Regions from separate parts of the Sus scrofa genome. Here region 2 is linked to region 1. The links are chromatin contacts, called in public HiChIP or PLAC-seq maps. All regions are on one chromosome and are shown on one strand. The core of a region is the stretch at or near the end of the contact, and the rest is flanking DNA. Distances in the headings are between cores, read along the strand shown.

Region 1 (2,686 bases), core at 100-2,599:
CCTAACTGCTAGATTCCTTAGTTTCTTTTATTCTGTCATACCACTTGCACTTCAAAACCAAAAGATGGGCAGAACAGAATGAGTAAACATGTTAAACTTTGGGCTAGACACAAAATTTATATTGAACATAGAAAAATCATGGTTTAAGATTTTAAAAATGAAACTGACTTAAAGCAACATTAAATAAATCTGAATTAATAATTAAAACACAAACCCTAAACTGTAACTATGTGAGACCTCAATAAAACAGTTTTTTCTTTTTTAAAGACAAGTTTTCAATCCTTCACTTTTATGGGGATACTGGGATATAATAAGGGCGTTCATTTACAACTCTCAAATTTAAAATAGGGAGATGGCTCTCAAACTTATTTTTAGTTAATTTTTAAGTTGCAAAAAAAAAAAATTATGTTCCTCGGAAAAAACTTAGGGAAAGTAAAAACAAAATTACTAGTACTCCTCCCATCCAAGTATTAGTGTGAAGTTTTTTGGGTTTTGTTCCCATTTTTTTTTTTTCACCAAAAGAAAAGTGTATGAAATCAAAATCAATTTGGCATTAAAAAAAAGCAACTACTCTTTTTAGGTGGGGAGCTGCTATTTATGTCTACTCATTTAACGTTTTCTGAACTCCTACCTTGGAAATGGCACTGCACTAGACACGTGGGATACAGGTCAGTTTGTCCCTGAGAGGCTCATGGTACATGGGAGAAGACGTAAACAAATGTTTATCAATAATAATACAAAACTGTCAAAATGCAATTAGAGTTGAGTCTCAAAGTTTGTGAGAGGCCGTGACACTAATCATATTGGAATTCTTAGGTTTTTTTCCCAAAACACCATCTCAACGTGGGCCGGTGTAGTATTATTACCAGCACTACTTCAAAACGAATGTTAAATTAAATTTAGTACTTAGCAAGGGTCGAAACCTCCCCCAGTTTTTCTTTCTAGCGAACTGGAAACGCGCTCGACCAGAGTTAACTCTGCGCTGAGACGCCTCTAGTTTCACCTTCACTTGGCCAAACTCGCGGGCCGCTTAAGGCAGCGGTGCTTGTTGGGACTTGTAGTCTCTACCAGGACCAAGACACTGCAACTGCATTTGTAATACACTTCTCCCTTTTAACTTTCTGGCCCAAAAGTCAGATCAAGCCCTAAACGAAAGCATAATCTGACAACACTCAGTTTATTCAAGGCTCTCTATGCTTTTGCTAGGCTTCTTACATTGAATATTCAAACGCACGACGTCGCTCACAAGCCTCAAAGAGATTGGTCTATCCTCAGTGGTGGGCGGAGCCTTGGGTGAACGGGAGCTCAGGATTGGCCAATATTTCACTCAAAGAGGTGTTTTCCACTTGCGGACCCGTATACTGTGGCAGGAATAAATTCTTTACTGCAGTATTCCTCATAGCCGCGAGAAATCTCGCGATATTTCGGCCGAAAGGCCTTAGGGACGCGTAGAGAGCAGCGAAGGCCAGTGGGGGTGGTAGGCACCGGAGCCGGGAAGGGCTAGGTCTGGTGGTGAGGGAGAGCGCGTGCTGCTTGCGCCACTGGGGCTCGGTCCCAGCCGGCCAGCCACAGTCCAGACTGAGTGTCGCGGACGGCGTGGCCTTCCTGGCCGGTGGGTCGGCTCGGGGTCGCGGCGGCTGGGTCAACACTGAGCATCACCTGGGCCCTCGCGGGCTGTGACAGGTGCGCGGACGCGCGGTGCTCCTCCCGCTTGCCGGCCCGCCCCCTCCCAGACTCGCCCGCGGGGGCTCGGGATGAGCTGCGGGCAGTGGCTGAGTGGCTCCGGCTCCTGGCGCCTGTCGCTGCCGCCGTCGCCTCCCAAGCCCGGCCGCCGCCCGTGAAGGAAAGAGGGAGGGAGGAAAGCGGCAGCTGGCCCTGGGCATGAGCGGGAGGCAACGTCCGTTGCTGGACTAAGACGCCGACATGAACCTACACCAGGTGCTGACCGGGGCTGTGAACCCTGGCGACCACTGCTTCTCCGTGGGCAGCGTCGGCGACCAGCGATTCACGGTGAGTGAGGGAGGCTCTCGCGTCGCCCGCGGCGAGTCCGCGCCCCTGAGTCAGCCGGCCTCGGCCCAGAATGCCAGGCAGAGGCCGAGAAAGCCTCGTCTCCCTCACGAGGGTCCCCACATCCCCAACGAAGGTTCCCGCCCTTTACGGCGGCGAACCTGGCATTTGAGGACCAAGGAGGCAGAAACCCTTGTACCGACTGAACTCGGAAGTTAGAGTGTTTTGTAGTTTTTTTTAAAGTTTTTCATCTGACGTCTTCGGGCTGGTTTACCAAAGTCGTTTATCCAGGAATCATTGCTGTGTAATGTTGTCAAGTTTAGGAATAGTTGGGATTGGTTTCAGTTCTTACTCTAAAGGTCAAGTATCTTTGTAGTTGAAAAAGAGTGTGTGCCTTAAAAACACAGTTACTAATTGTTTGCTATCAACTAGCGCTGGGTAAAATATAGTGAAAAACAGTGCTTTTCATTTGCTTTCCTTTAAATTCACTGAAGGATAACTGGAAAGAAAAAAATATTTTTTGTAAATAGTTCACTCCTGCCATCTTTTGAATATCGTACAGTTGAGTAGTCCTGGGAAACTTTTATTTTAGATTGTTCGTATTAATTACTAAAAGTTGAATTACTGTTTTTTCAGTAAAACTCCTCTTTGCTATGTAGTGGTAATTTCAGGTTAAGGT
Region 2 (2,686 bases), core at 75-2,574, 310 kb after region 1:
TCATCTCCTTTGGAAAGTTTTCCCCTTTTCTCACCGGAAGGGAAAGGGTTTGTTTATTTCGGCACAAGTCTTAGCATGCTGTACTGTAGGTAAAGTTATACCACCTAATTTTGAATAGCTCAGGGACACCTTATTTTTCATCTGTAAACTTGTGCTTACTACCCCTAGGTGCTTAATAATATGACTATATTCAACCCCCAAAAGCAAAAGTTATTTAGAATCACCCCTGGACATTTTTTTTTTTTTTTTTTGTCCCTTGATATTTTGTGGCCAAGACTATTGCCCCAGAATCATACCCCTTCCCCTTCCTTGAATGGAAACCAGTTGCTCTAGTCTAAGTTTCAGGAGGAAGCTGCAAAGAGAAAAACAAGTACAGGTTAGAACAAACCAGGTGCCAGAGAACATTTGACTTCCAGTAGACTTTTAGCCTCATTATACATTCATTGCAATAGATTAGCACACTAAATGACACCTACCAGTGCTTTGTCCCTTGACAATTACCACAGCAACAATGGGAAAGGCCCATACGAAGACTACGAAGACTACGGAGGAGTGTTCTTTCAGTTCTGGATCCGAAGTACATCGATGTTCTTGGTTAAGTCATGACTGAGTATTCCTCCCACTTTTCCTAATTACCTCCCTTTTATCTCCATCGTCCTACATGTGTGGTGTCTCCATCTGAATTGGGTTTAGAAATTGATTTGTGACCTAAGTTTCCGCTTCTCCATTCTTTGGTGATTAAATAAAGCTCGTGCTGTTCCAGTTTCAACATCGATTTCATTATTGGCTGTGTGAAGCCAAGTGGAAAAAGAAAACCTTCCTGGCAGAAACAAGCGGTCTTGGCCAGTCTCAGACTCCAGGACCGGTAGAGTCAATCAATTCCATTTGGGATGTCAGCGTGGGGGCTCAGTACTTTGCATTTTTGACAGTTCCCAGAGGTCCATTCTGAGAAATCTTTTACCCATTGGTCAGAGTACCTCTACTTCTCAGGAGCTATTTTTGAAAGCTACTTAAGGATAGGGGCTGCATCCTCGCCAAGATCCAGAAAACGCTTGTTGAGTGAATGACAAAGGGACGGGTGAATGGATAAATACAAGGTCGGCCCAGTCAGCCATTTTACCACAAAGGTCCCATCAGCTCCCTTTACTTCCGCAGCAGAACTAGCCCTTTCAACCCAAGCCTCCTGGGCAGGGTCCAGCAGCGCCTGGAGGCACGGTGGACTACATTTCCCAGAGTTCCAAGGGATTGGCCGCGCAGGCGCACTTGGAAAAATACTACGTCACTCTCTTACCCAGAAACTGGCCGGTTAATGCCTTCGGCGCCGCTCCTCCTCGCCTCAGGTTTTCCCTGTCCGGCAGTGTGAGCTGTGCTGGTTCTTCTGCAGGCCGGACTTATGGCCTCGATGTTGAACTTCTACGGGCGTGTGGTGCTGGTCACCGGTGCCGGGGGAGGTAGGCATGCAAAGGTTGGAAGGCTGACGTCCGGGTCGCTCCTATCCCGGAGCACTCCTTTTCGGTCCCGCTGCTCTCGCAGCGGTGGCTGCGGTCTCAGCGTCGGGACTGCGGACAGCGGTGGCGGGGCAGCTAGCGGAGTGAGCGGCTGGATCCCCTGGGGGTGGTGGGAGGACGGACAACGACTGTCCTCCCGACGCCGAATCTGCTGAGGCGGGGGAGGTGGGGCTGGCCAGTCTTGAGTGGAGAGCCAGAAACTCCTGGTGCAGCCCCCACCCGTGTGGACTTCTCAGGGTTTAGGATCTTGCCTGAGGAGAGAGGCTTCGTTGGGCTGCGGGTTGCAGAACTAGGTGAAAGGTCTTTCAGGAGCTCATCCGTGAGTATCCATTGGGACTCTTCCTGCCAGTAGACTATCTAGGCCGCTTTAAGTCTTTTAAATGTGGTGGAAAAGCCGTCTGGGAGCTGCAGTCACCCCCGGTGTAGCAGATATGTCAGTCCCTTGCTTTTAAAAAGTCACTCATCCTTCCCTTTGTTGGATGATTTTAAGTTCTTTAGAGGGCCTTCCTTAAAAAGAAAAAAAAAAAAATCTGATTGGATTCCTCCTGGTTGGACTTTGTATGTATATCAAGCCAAGCACCATATTGACTAGTCCACTGGAGTCTTGGCGTGGGTTGTGAACTCAGTGCCTGATAAAGGACGTAATTGAGAGTGTCATGGGGACAGCAGGAGCTGAGGAGCAGAGGCCTTTTTGACATGGGCCAGATCTTCCTGTACTTCCGAAGCAAAATGGTGATTTGTTATGAGAAATAACCCTATTTTTAAAGGACAGAATTAAAACAAACCAGTCATACCCACGCGAATGCTTTGCGTTGAGGTTTTCTATTTTTACCACCAATACACGACCTCTCCGACCTCCAAGTGCAGGGATCTTGGTCTTAATTGATCCCCCACTGGTAGTGCCTTATGGATTTAATGAAGAATTAATTTGAATTGTATGTTAAAAATCACAAACAATGGAATTCTGTCAGTTAATTCATTTGTACCTTCACATCTCCATTAATAAAGTAAATTCTTATGCTTCTGTTCAGAAAAATGTCTTTAGTATTAGTTGGTAGCCAAGTATTTTGTACCTGTAGCTAAATACTTCATTCTAAAATGATCATTCATTCTAAAATGATCCGTTTTGGAAAAACATTTTGTTTACACTTTGACGGAATGGAAATAAGGAATGTGTC

The links. HiChIP or PLAC-seq counts read pairs in DNA pulled down with a chosen protein or histone mark.
Region 2: a contact with region 1 is called in an H3K27ac HiChIP or PLAC-seq map of alveolar macrophages. The contact joins the promoter of HSD17B4 here to the promoter of DMXL1 in region 1. A contact is called at or near these places in 1 of 5 promoter capture datasets (liver), 2 of 47 Hi-C or Micro-C datasets (heart right ventricle and liver) and 1 of 2 datasets of contacts at active chromatin or transcription factors (alveolar macrophages).

What each region holds. Positions count from the first base shown.
Region 1 is chr2:123,001,728-123,004,413 of Sscrofa11.1, forward strand. DMXL1 (dmX-like protein 1) reads left to right here and starts at 1,350. Exons shown (of 46, transcript XM_021084665.1): 1 at 1,350-2,010. The coding sequence starts at 1,924.
Region 2 is chr2:123,312,159-123,314,844 of Sscrofa11.1, forward strand. HSD17B4 (hydroxysteroid 17-beta dehydrogenase 4) reads left to right here and starts at 1,325. Exons shown (of 24, transcript NM_214306.1): 1 at 1,325-1,451. The coding sequence starts at 1,394.